2 separate regions of the Astyanax mexicanus genome follow, and region 1 is linked to region 2. Evidence: chromatin contacts called from public Hi-C data. All regions are on one chromosome and are shown on one strand. Each heading gives the region's core, a stretch centred on a gene start, on an enhancer-like site or on the middle of the called end of the contact. The rest is flanking DNA. Distances are from core to core; before and after follow the strand shown. Region 1 holds the start of cops9 (COP9 signalosome subunit 9). Region 2 overlaps LOC103030360 (beta-galactoside alpha-2,6-sialyltransferase 1).

What was found. A called contact is a pair of places that touch in the nucleus more often than the background predicts.
Region 1: a Hi-C map of muscle shows a contact between it and region 2, with 10 times the contacts expected there. The contact joins the promoter of cops9 here to the enhancer-like site in region 2. A contact is called at or near these places in 2 of 3 Hi-C or Micro-C datasets (blood and muscle).

The regions. Positions count from the first base shown.
Region 1 is chr1:100,964,280-100,970,771 of AstMex3_surface, reverse strand. It overlaps cops9 (COP9 signalosome subunit 9), which reads left to right and starts at 3,608. Exons shown (of 3, transcript XM_049462917.1): 1 at 3,608-3,819; 2 at 6,433-6,492. The coding sequence starts at 3,757. otos (otospiralin) reads left to right here. Exons shown (of 4, transcript XM_007252345.4): 1 at 1-797; 2 at 962-1,028; 3 at 1,385-1,408; 4 at 1,660-2,405. The coding sequence starts at 968. The coding sequence ends at 1,847.
Region 2 is chr1:100,879,413-100,885,771 of AstMex3_surface, reverse strand. It overlaps LOC103030360 (beta-galactoside alpha-2,6-sialyltransferase 1), which reads left to right. Exons shown (of 6, transcript XM_007252341.4): 6 at 184-4,670. The coding sequence ends at 455. Among protein-coding and RNA genes, the nearest start is that of LOC125799454, 32 kb to the right of the region's middle. Within about 2 kb of position 3,296, the one cell type or tissue checked has an H3K27ac peak away from gene starts, as active enhancers do.

The sequences.
Region 1 (6,492 bases), core at 2,359-4,858, 85 kb before region 2:
AAATGTAGCTCCTTACAACCACATTTTGAAGACCACTGGAAGACCACCAAAACTGCAGATGAACATATTTAAGGGCTTTCATCTTTGAAAGGGATGAGAAAATTCACAAATGTTTGTCCATCATTTTGCTGATTACAAACACATCAGAAGTGTTATATAAAATAGTCATTTCTTGCTTCTGGGAGCTCCCTACACGGAGTAAAATGTAGGCATTGAGTGACCACTAAAACTCACATTTTACACATGCATTTGCAGACTGTAAAATATACCCTGTGTCCAAAATACAAGTAAGGTTGACTTTATGATTTGTTTCCCCACTATCTCACAAAAAGCAGTACAGGCGCTTTGTATTCTTAAAAAAAAAAAAAAAAATAGGATCTGATGTTGCCATGGTACACTCACTTAAATATGAGTGTTTAGATGTGCCGTCATTAACTGTCAGTTATTTTTTAGTCCAATAAAACAGAAGGCTAGACAACTAAACTTTCAATGAGACTAGCTGACAGCCCATTTTTCAATTAATACTAATTTAACAGTGTTGATTTAACACTGGAATATTTGCGTCATTGCCTTAATGCTGTATAATAAAACTAAATGATACAAAAACATTTAAAAAAATCTAAAATACAAATTCATGTAGATGAGGGGGATTTTGAGGATGGAAATGTGTTTGGGGAGGGGACACACACTTCCTTAAAAATTCAGCTTCAGTATTACACTGGCAGTCCTGTGTCCAACACTAAACCTTTTCAGCTCCTTGGAGTGGATCAGCAAAGCTGGTAATTGCAATACAGCAGGTAAGGTTTTTAATCTTTTAAAAGAAATAGACAAAAAATTGACAAAATTTTAGTCTATACTGTCTGTGTTGCAGACAGTACAGAGTAAAACTAGAGGATTTGTATAATTGGAAGAAATGCATATATTTATATGTTCACTTTGATTTTCCCCTGTTTGTGTTTAGAGGACGATGAAGTGGTGTGTCCTGTTCTGTGTTTTCTTTACGTGCTTTGTCGCCAATCATCTCAGTGGTAAGTAGTTAAAATATATATTTTTTTATTTAATCTAGCTAGTTCAATGTTGTGATACTTATATTCAGTAAATGTGCTAAAATGACATGTTAAGAAATACTATAAGTTTCTATTTTGCGGTTCAGATTCAACATTATAGTGTTTAATACTGGACTGAGACTGAAAACAGACAGAAATAATACTTGGATAGGAAATGCTAGCATTTCTCCAGTCTCTAAGGGGCACCCCAATGGGCCATAGCTGAATCAGCTCTTTGTGAGTGTGTTGCTCTGAATATTATACACCTCCATCTCTCTCTCTCTCTCTCTCTCTCTCTCTCTCTTTCTCTCTCTCTCTCTATCTCTCCCTCCTCTCAGATGCCAGATATGTTCCTGAAGGAGGTAAGACACTGTTTATGCAATTGATAACAACATCAAAAAGAAAAATGCTGTTATTAACATGATGTTATTAATAAAAATATTATTTTTTATTTTTTCTCATATTTCAGAGATTTTTATCATTTAAGCTAAACACCATTTAAGTGCCACTACTGTAACTATACTTATAAAATATGTCATTTATATTATTCCTATATATTGTTGTTAATGATAAGGATAAGGATGGTGTTGCTATTAATGTTGCTATTTTTTAGTTCCCTATGACGAGCCCCCAGCTGTGCCCTACTGGCCATACTCCACCTCTGATTTCTGGAACTACATAGAATACTTCCGCAGCATTGGAGCCTACAACCAAATCAACCATATGGCCAGGGCTTTCTATGCCCACCAGCACCTTGGAGACACCTTGGGCTATGAAGTGCCTGAGCACCAGGAACGCTGAAGGAAAGCTGAGGTTAACTGTCTACATGATGAAAGGATAGGATTTAGTTAACATACAGGAAAACATATGTGTATGGAGTAATGCATCTAACATGAAATATATATCAAGAACATAATGCATCAATGTTTTTTTATTGACTTTGTTATATCTTCATTTGAAACATGTCTATCAAAACTCAACTAGAGAAATGTAATTTTATCAACTGTCATTTTTTGTAACAATTTATACGTAATGAATTTCATATAGCCTTTTAATTGTCCCATGGAGACACATGGTACACTGGGACTGTTTTGGAGGGCCGGACCTACAGACTAATCTCAGTTGGATCAATGTTAATTTGACCTCTTTAATAAATGCAATAATAACATGGTTTTGATACAGTGTTACTGATAAGAGTAGCTGTTACAATTAAGCAGCACAAATGTAAAGCAGGCATAGTGAATACAGTAATAGTATACGATTATCTGATCAACATTTACATAAACAATTGTGAACAAAATGTTCAGTATGTAATGTTTGCAGTAAAGACCAGCATTAAATTCACTTAATATAAAAGTACTATTGCTGTTTGGTTTGTAGTCTAATTACCTCATTTTTATTACTTCTTTCCTGTTCAGTGAGGAAGTCTAGTTTGTTTTGGGCTTGAAAGGCAAAGGAGTGTGGCCCCTGGGCAGCAAAATGCCCAGGTATGCTTTATTGTGTAAATCAGCCATTTATTTATTTGCCAAGGCAAAGACATATATGCATATAGCAAAACACAATAAAAAGGGAATATTTAGTAATTAACTATTTAGTAATACTACTATTAAATCAGAAATCAACATTTACTTAAACACTGCCTTGATTAATTACTTAAATTGTTCCTTCAATTGAACGATCTGTTTAATGGTTCATTTAATAAACCATTCCTTTAGTTCAGATGGAATGCTTTACTTAAACTGAATAAACAGGGAATCAATTGTTTAAAACTCTATGGCATTAATTATATTTTTGTTGAGAAAAAAATATTGTAATGTTGGCTGATTATTTAAATCACCACTTCCTTATTATGATGGCACTGACATAGGTAATCTACATAATGCAACAAATTAGAAAAAAAGTTTCGGTAAGCGTACAACAAGAATGATGAGTTTCTTTGATTTTAACAAATTGAAAACCTCTGGAAAATAATCAAGAGGAAGATGGATGATCAAAAGCCATTAAATCAAGCTGAACTGCTTGAATTTTTGCACCAGGAGTTGCAAAAAGTTATCCAAAAGCAGTATGTAAGACTGGTGGAGGAGAACATGTCGGGATGCAAGAAAACTATGATTAAAAACCAGGGTTGTTTCACTAAATATTGATTTCTAAACTTTATGTACTTGTTTTCTTTGCATTGTTTGAGGTCTGAAAGCTCTGCATCTTTTTTGTTATTTCTGCAAAAAATGTTGGAATTTGGGAGAAATGTCTGTAGATTACAGAATAAAACAAAAATGTTCATTTTACTTAAACATATACCTATAAATAGCAAAATCAGAGAAACTGATTCAGAAAATAATTTTCTTATAATCTTATCATTTTCTCCAGAGCTGTACTTCTTTACACATTCTTGCACATAAACATATCTTTATTCAATACCCACGTTTACGCATCATTTTACTGGATGTAGATGTGTTTTGTAACATTCTTCAGGGACTCTGTAGTGCAATAATATCTGATATTATTAGAAATGAACTTGAGGTACTGCTGAACTGATGAAGGAGCCCAGTCCCCTTCAGAGCCGGTGGGTCCTGTTTTCGATCCGGATGTATTTCAGTGTAACAGCAGTATTAGCTGTTAGGCTAACGGGACAGGCTCGGGTGGCTGTGTTTGAAGCTCCAGTGAAACAGGATTTAATCAGCGCTGGGTTTAAACTTATTACCCTGGAGAGATGAAACCAGCAGTGGACGAGATGTTTCCTGAAGGAGCGGGACCGTATGTGGACCTGGATGAGGTCAGTCCTTTATTAGAACTGCCTGAATAAACTAGCCCAGTCTAGCCTAGCCGTGGCTTCATCTTATAACAGCTGCTTAACTAACTAGCTTAGCTAACTAGCTTAGCTACTGTATGTATAGGTAGCTAGGCTACAATAATTGCTAGCTAAGTGTACTAACATCACATGTGTTTGGTTTTTGAGTAATATACCGCACTTTCTCTAATTTAATATGTTTTACCTAACTTGATATACTACCTATTTCACTTAAGCTAACTAGGTTAGCAAACAGCAAACCTAGCTAACGCTACCTAGCTAAGTAAATTAGGTTAGCTTATCTATCTTAAATCTAAAATTATCTAGGCTAATATGTCTTTATTCAGCAGCACTGTAGTCCTTACCTTTGTTTCAAGTGTAAAAACTGTACAAAAGCCCCGCGGTAAAATTACGTGAGCTGATTTACAGCGGTTGAAGTTTAGGTTTAGCTAACCTAGCTGCTAATGTTAACTGGCTAGCTGGATAGCTTAATGTTTGTTTACAGCCTGATTGTGCTGGTAAAGTTGATTGACCAGTTTACAGTAGTTAACTAGCTATATTAACATGCATTCACAAGTGTAGATGAAACAAATCTACGTTTCTCTGCAGTTATTTAAAAATAACTTTACATATTTACATTTAAAAACTTCAAGGGCTTCGGAGACTCCTACAGGACACTTGGAGAAGCTGCCTGTTCACTCTCTACTCCACTTGATAATTCCGCTTGATAATAAACCCAAATTCTGCATGTTTGAAAATAGACATAACTAGACAAACATAACGAAACTAAAGGTTTTGAAGGACATAAATGTTTGATGTGTATTCAGTAAAAAAAAAAATAATGATTTTAAAATTCAATGCATTTTAGGAAAGCTCCAAGCTTAATTGTATTTTGACATTTTGCAGATTTACTTTAAATATGTAAAATATTTTCTTTTACTCTTACAATTAGGATTTTTGATAACGTTTCGTATCAAACATGAAACCTTTTTATGTAATGCTTGATTAGATATCCTAAAGATATTGGCGTGTAATCATGCTGACTAAAATGCCTGCCTGTGAAGAGGTTAAACTACGTAGAAGATCAGCTGGTTAATAAGTTAGTTAATAAGATTTCATGTTTTCCTAATAATTTAGTTTTTTTCGGGTGCATTGTACAATCTGGACTCATTGTCATTGTTTGCTTGGAGACTAAGCCCACTCCAAGCTAAAGTGTATATTTTGTAAATAAAGTTTTTGTTTGTTTATATAATGTAGTTAAGGCTTTTTTTTATTTATAATAATACATTATAGAAACATCTGTGCTGGTGGACAACCGAGTTTCCATGTCAGCATGTTGATGAAGTTGTTTTCTTTATGTAAAAGCCACAGTCTGTACCTGTGCACATGAGTTAGACTTAGTAGAGGCTTTACACACAAGCTTAAGAAGGAACTAAATTGAAGCAACCCAGCCCAGCTTTTGATGGTACTTGATTTCAAATGGTCTAAGCTGGACTTTGGTGGTTACATTACATTACATTTGGCAGACGCTTTTGTCCAAAGCGACTTACAATATTGAAGTGCAAATAATAGAAGAGGTTAAGTACAAAAATAATAGAAGTTAAAAATAAAGCATCTATAGATAGGGCCTTAAGAAGGAGATGAGGTTAGAATTAGTTAGTTTGTTAGAGGTGTTAGGAGAGTAAGTGCTCTTTGAAGAGCTCTGTCTTCAGGAGTTTCTTAAAGATAGCGTTAAGGTGACTTCAAATCTGGTCATCCACACAAACAAATCAAGGCTGGGTTGAGTCTTAAGTTAACACCAGTTGATTACAAACAATCTATTTACAAATCTGGTTGGACCACAAATTCATATGCTGTTTTATAACTAATAAAAACGACGTTTATACTAGTTTGTATGGTGCAACCCGCTTTGATGATGTAACTCGTAAAATTTGAAATTAGTAAATACTTATGTCAGAACTAAACTACGTATGAAATTGCACACTACTGGTCCAACTGGCTCCAGGTCCTCAACTGATTTTTTATTTTAGTAAGGAGACTTGCATATTTGGTCTGTTTTGTTATTACTTGTACTTATGTATTGAAAAGTGTATAGTATAGAGTGTGGATGCTGCTGTATATATGTATATAAACAACACTAAATTTCATCACAAGTATAAAAAAGTATAATATTTAAATGGTTAGCAGTTCACTTGATTAAAAAAATCCTTATACCAAAATAGATTTTAATTTTATGGGTATGGTTAAATAAGTTATTTTTTTGTACTGTGAGATTAATACATATGAGCTAATGCCTTTGCTAAGATTTTTTGCAACAGTGATAGAATATTGTTATAGAAAAAAAACATGTTTTAAGAGTTTATGTATTTTTTTTTTTTTAACGGATTTCATATTTAACTTACCAAAAAATGTGTGCATTAATTAAATAATGGATGTGATCTTTTAGCTAATATAAACTAGTGGAGACATATGTGTACATGCTCATTTTGAATGCTTGGTTTACTTTTTCCAGAAATGGAAAGGCAAATAAATATAAGGACTAGCAGTAACAAAACTACTACTGTTCTGAACTGAATCTGTGCTTCTGTGCATTCACAGGCAGGGGGAAGCACTGGACTGTTGATGGACTTGGCTGCCAATGAGAAAGCAGTGCATTCA
Region 2 (6,359 bases), core at 2,047-4,546:
CATTTAAGTTAACTGTTTTTTTTATATTCTTTATTCATAATCTCTCTATGTATGTAAGCCTAGGTTTATTTAGTTTCACAAAATACTGCCTCTACATGTTATGGTATGAAAGCTTTGGCAACCCAAAGCTCTAAGGCGTAACTACAGGAAGCTAATGCTTATGCTTGTCTTTGTCTGCCACAGGTATCATTGTGATGATGAGTGTGTGTAAGCACATCAGTGTGTACGAGTTTGTCCCATCACAGAGGAAGACGGAGCTTTGCCACTACTACAGCTCAGATAGAAACTGGCAGTGCACTCAGGGACACTACCATCCGTTATTGTTTGAAAAGAGTCTGGTGCAGCGCCTGAACCGGGGCGAAGAGGAGGATATCTTGGAGTTAGGAAAAGTCACACTGGATGGGTATTCACAGTATACTTGTCCAGACACAATGCAGAGTGAAAACTCTTTATGAAGCTCATTGCAAACACTGTTTCAGCATGCCACACCCCCAGTGGAGCCAAATCACAAAAGGGAAGTATTTAAATGTGTTTTAAAGCGAGAATATGTTTAAGCCCATTTTTGGTCTTAAATTAACAGCTTTTAAAATCATGTTGATGATCAACTGACTTGTAATAAGAAAAATGTCTCTGTCATTTCTGCTGCAGGCTTGGAACGCTGCCTACTGCACTGTTTAACTTTGATAAAGTGTGCTTGAACCCTCAAGGTCCTTTACTTTCAATGCCAGTCCTGTATCTCTCAGCTCAAAAAATAAATAAGTCATTATTTAGTACTTAGTAACTGGAACACATTAAGTACACTTTAAGTACAGAATAAATGCTGTGAAATATGCTATGTACAGTTGCGAGAAAAAGTATGTGAACCCTTTGGGATTTCTGCATAAATTTGGTCATTAAATGTGTTCTAATCTTTATCCAAGTCACAACAATAGACAAACACAGTCTGCTTAAACTAAAAACACAAAAAAATTATTTAATTATTGCATGGTTTTATTAAACACAACGTTAACATTCACAGTGCAGGGTGGAAAAAGTATGTGAACCTTTGGATTTAATAAATGGTTGATCCTCCTTTGGCAGCAAAAACCTCAACCAAAGGTTTCCTGTAGCTGCAGATCAGACCTGCACAGCGATATTCTTTGGATATGAATGTGAATCGCTCTCTTGAGGTCATGCCACAGCATCTCATTTGGGTTGAGGTCAGGACTATATTTTCTTCTGTTGAATCCATTCAGTTGTTGATTTACTTCTATGTTTTGGGTCGCTGTCCTGTTGCATCATCTATCCTCTGTTGAGCTTCAGCTGGTGAAAATATGGTCTTAAGTTTTCCTGCAAATTGTCTTGGTAAACTTGGAAATTAATTTTTCCACTGATGACGGCAACCCGTCCAGGCCCTGATGCAGCAAAGCAGCACCAAACCATGATGCCACCATGTTTTTTATGGACAGCAGTGGCTTCTTCTGTGGTGTCCTACCATGAACTCCATTCTTGTTTAATGTTTTCCTTATTGTGGATTTGTCAAAAATGTTAGCATGTGCCAGAGACTTTAGCTGACACTGTAGGATTCTTCCTCACCTCATTGATCATTGTGCTCTCGCAGTCATCTTTACAGGACGACTACACCCAGAGAGAGCAGCAACAGTGCTGAACTTTCTCCATTTGTAAACCGTCTGTCTTACCGTGGACACGTGAACATCAAGGCTTTTAGAGATTCTTTTGTAACTCTTTCCAGCTTCATGCAACTCAACAATTCTTGAACGTAGGTCTTCTGAGAGTTCTTTTGTGCGAGGCATGATTTGCATCAAAGCAATGCTTCTTAAGAACAGCAAACACAAAACTATTTTTTTTTCATAGGGCAGGGCAGCTTTTTTAAAAAAAAAATATTATTTTTTTTTATGTATTTTTTTTGGCCCGCCAAATTCTGTATTCCTTTCTCTTGCCATTAAAAAAAAATCAGTACTGTTTTTTTCTACATATATCTGGGTTGTTCCAAATGAGTGTCATTTTACATGGAATTAGTGAGGACTCTTTGAGGACTCTTTAAAAAATCCCACCAGGCTGTCAGAGTGGTATTTATATTAAGGCTTTTAACGCAATTATAATTTTTAATACTGGAGCTAATGAAAGGTAGGTCAGAGATTTTCAGTTTACCACATAATGTTTAAAGCTGTCTGAAGGGCAGCTTTAAACAGCACATCCAATCTCATCATATCCTAGCTCTTAGAAAAGTAATTAGCATAGGCGTTCATATATTTTCCCCCCTCATTGTGAATGTTAACATGCTGAGTGTAATAAAACCATGCAAACATATATTTCTTTGTGTGGTATTCGTTTAAGCAGAGTGTGTTTGTCTATTGTTGTGACTTAGATGAAGATCAGAACACGAAAATCCAAGTAATCCCAAAGGGTTCACATACTTTTCACATACGTCTTTAAAATGAAGAATACATCAGTATTTTAATTACATTTTAATGTAAGTATATTTTTGGTAGTTATGCTTGTACATTATATAATAATTATGAAAGCAACAGCCAGAGCAATGGGCAACAATGCTAGTGTAGCCCTGAATCAACAGTTTACTCTGTGAACAATAACAATAAAAGTGCTCTTATTTCCTAGCACACAGTAATTACACAGCAACTTTATATTATCTTGTCACTGCCCTATGCATTTTTCCTAGCATATTTGCTCAGTAATTAGTGTTCAATACAGAGAAAACTGACACATTTCACAAGAAAACACAGCAGAGAAAAGCAGAGCAGGAAAACCCTAACACAAATATTTTCTAATTATTTAAATTGTGAACTAGTGAAAACCCTAGTAAAAGCTTCTGAAATGGTAAAGTGTGGGAGACACTGCAGAACAGTACATCACCACCAGACTCTGCTAGTTACTGTACATGAACTTTGCAAATGCGAACATGACCTTATGAGTGTGCCTCTGAGCAAACAAAAAAGGAGAAGCAAGCTGAGTAAACAGGAAACCAGGCTCCTGTACTACCTAACAATAAAAGATAGACACATCAGAAGGGAAAGTATTTTTTTTACTGGTAAAATTCAAGAAATCCAGCCTAGTTAAGTGAGTGGGGTGAAGGTTTAAAGCTTTCCAGGCTTTAATGTCTTTAGCTTGCAAAAACCAGCACTGACCGATAAAACTTATTAGATGAGAATAATTAGGGTTTTGTTGTTTTTCAGGACTTCACCACAAAGGGAAAATTGAGATGTGTTGGATCCTTTTCTGCCAGCTGAGCAAACCTTCCTGCAGCTAGCACACCAACTGGTACAAAAGCTTACACACCTCCTGACTACAGGCAAACACCCAGCACATTTTCTTACAACTCAATCCTCCCTAATGGCAGCACATTTTGTTTTATATTTGTGTGATGGTGACTATTGCAGAATTTTTACTTTCAAAATGACATTTAATTGGTGATTCATTATTCAAAAGACATTTATAAGGGGACTATAAAATAAAATGTTTAATTGAAAAAAAATTAAAGTAAATCTCCTATAAAAGGAAGGTAAATAATTAAAAATAAATATAACTTAGTTTCTGATATATGCAGATCTACTGACAGGAAGCTGGGAGTTGAGTGGTATGAAAGATGGTGTGTTGGTCAGTACTGGTATAGCTGGGACACTTTCTGACCTGACAGAGAAGGATCCAACACCTATTTGGGGAAATCGGCATTTAATTCTGAGGCAAAATAAGAGTCTTATATATATATATTTTTTTTTTACCTCTATCAATGTCTCACAATATTTCAACAATTAGTTTGTAAACACTGTAGTGAGCAGCTTAAAACAGTTAACTAAACCAAAGACAAAACAATGCGGTCGTAAAATAGATTTTATTGTATTTAATATAATTTATATATTTATATGATAGATTTGGGTGGAACCGCAGACCTGAGAGTTACTGGACCGCTGAGATTACAGACCACTGCCAGAATGCAATGCTTTGCCTCCCTCTAGTGACTAGATTTATATTCTTGCCTCAGAAGGAAGTGTGTGTGTGTGGTTTTATAAGTTTGATGAATGTGTTAAAATTATAATTTATTATTTACTGTGCTTCAGAAACTGAACTTAAAGGCGTCTGAGATGTGATTATATAAATGTAATATTCATCTGTGGTGGTCTGTAAGTTATTTATTGAGAAGCTCAATATTCTATACTACCACCAACCTTATTGATTACAGAGTCTAATTGTAATTATGTGTACTGAATGAGGTCCAATGTAACAGAATGTGTTTCATTCAAAAACAACATTTACTGTCTAAGAATCAGTTTTTTTTTACATTTGCAAACATGCATTTCTCATGTTGTGTTAAAGAGATTCTATTCAGACACTCACAAAAAAGTATGGGATAGCAAAGTACAAATAAACTGGATAAACTGTGACAGATGTTTTTTTTATTATTGTTGTTTAACTGCATTTAGACAAGTATTTCGGGAGACTCACCTGTTTTTGTACCACAAATGGATCTTTCGTTTATCAAAGCTAACTGCCCATCAGCCCATGCTTACTGATTGGATTCCTCAGCTGTGACTTTTTATTATTCGCATGTTATTATTCATACATAAACAAAGAATAAGAACAGAACAATGCTAACTGTATTACCTGTTATTAGCATGTAATCTTAATTGTAAATAAAGTTAAAATTGTGACAATTAAGACAATTGTTTTCCTTAATATACATTACATATGGTTACCACACACACACACACTAGACCTACGTTATTGAATAAAGAAGCTAGAATTTATAGAAAGAGACATGATAATTTATGAGTATATACAGAAGATGTGTTAATGCAAGTTATGGACATTAGCTATTTTTTTCCCCATGAAATCAGGTGTATTTAAATAAAAAACAGATTATAGGATTTATGAATGTAATGTTTTATTTTTTGAGTGTGTCATACTTTTAATACCTTTAAACTTTAAATATACATGCAACATTTTGCAACTTGCTTTAGGAAACATGTATTTTCTTACCTTTGTCTGATAAGGAACAAATAAAAATAAATGATAAATGATTTATTTTTGTAATCATTAATGTATTATTTGATTACTGTTACATCAATACATCACAGAAACCATATTTACAAAGCTTAAGCTATAGCTCCTCACAGCACAGTATAGCATTAATAACTGCAAATGAATTCTGACTAGTATATGCTAATTCAAATAACAAAACTACAACTTTAAAACTACACTGCAGATATCTGTAGCAAGAAATGCCAAGTATGACAAAATGCTGCTTTAAGAGCAAAGTAATAAAAAAATGCAGCCAGTCCACCTCCTCATCCACATAAATGTCTGTACATGTATTTAATGTTGAGAGGGGTTGCCTGATTTTGGCCATAAAAATCACCATATGTTTATTATTTACTATGTGCTTTAAAAACGGAACTATCAGGCGTCTGAGATGTGATGATATAAATGTAATAGGCATCTGTGGTGGTATGTAAGATATTCATTTAAAATAAGTCTAAATGTAATTATGTGTACTGAATACATTTTTAGATTTGCAAGCGTACATTCCTCATGCTGTATTAATGAGATTCTATTAAGACACTATGGGATAGCAAAGTACAAATAAACTGTGATAGATGTTTTTTTATTGTTGTTTGTTGTTTTTGTACCAGAAATGAAGCTTTTATTTCTGTCATTTTGTTATTAAAGATTGCAGCCAGTGAACCTCCTCATCTACAGAAATCTAGGTACATGTACAGTATTTAATATTAGGAGGGGTTGCCTTATTTTGGCCATAAAAAAACCATATGTTTAGTAGCCTGCTATTTTTTTCAAAGGATTTTGGCAGAATTTCTATAATTTTATCTTCAAAAAGTAAACACATCATTAAAAAGCTGTATTTTGTAATATTTTGTTTTGACTATATATTAATGAATAAATAAAATAATATGGGTTATTTGATATATCAAGTGAAATTTATTTGTATAGCCCTTTTTACACCTGTGACACTGTCAGAAAGAAGCTTTACAGGAATCCATTAAAATAACAATATATCAACAATACAAAAAACATAAAAATAAAAGCGATGTGACAAATATTCAACAATAGACATTTGTACCTGTGTAATTGTACTTACTGTACTGTTCATAATATGCCACAGATAATTCGTGCTACATGTAAGTAATCTAAAGCAAAATGTGAATACATTAAATATAAGAACATTAATGCAGTACTTTATTATAATACATCAGCATTGTAATACCGCACAATGTCAGCGCCACAGTATAATTATAATTGTATGCTTCTTTGATCAGATGAACTAAGTGCATCATTACAGATAACTCCATCCTATCTGATCTACAGTTCTGTTACAGCTGCCTGTT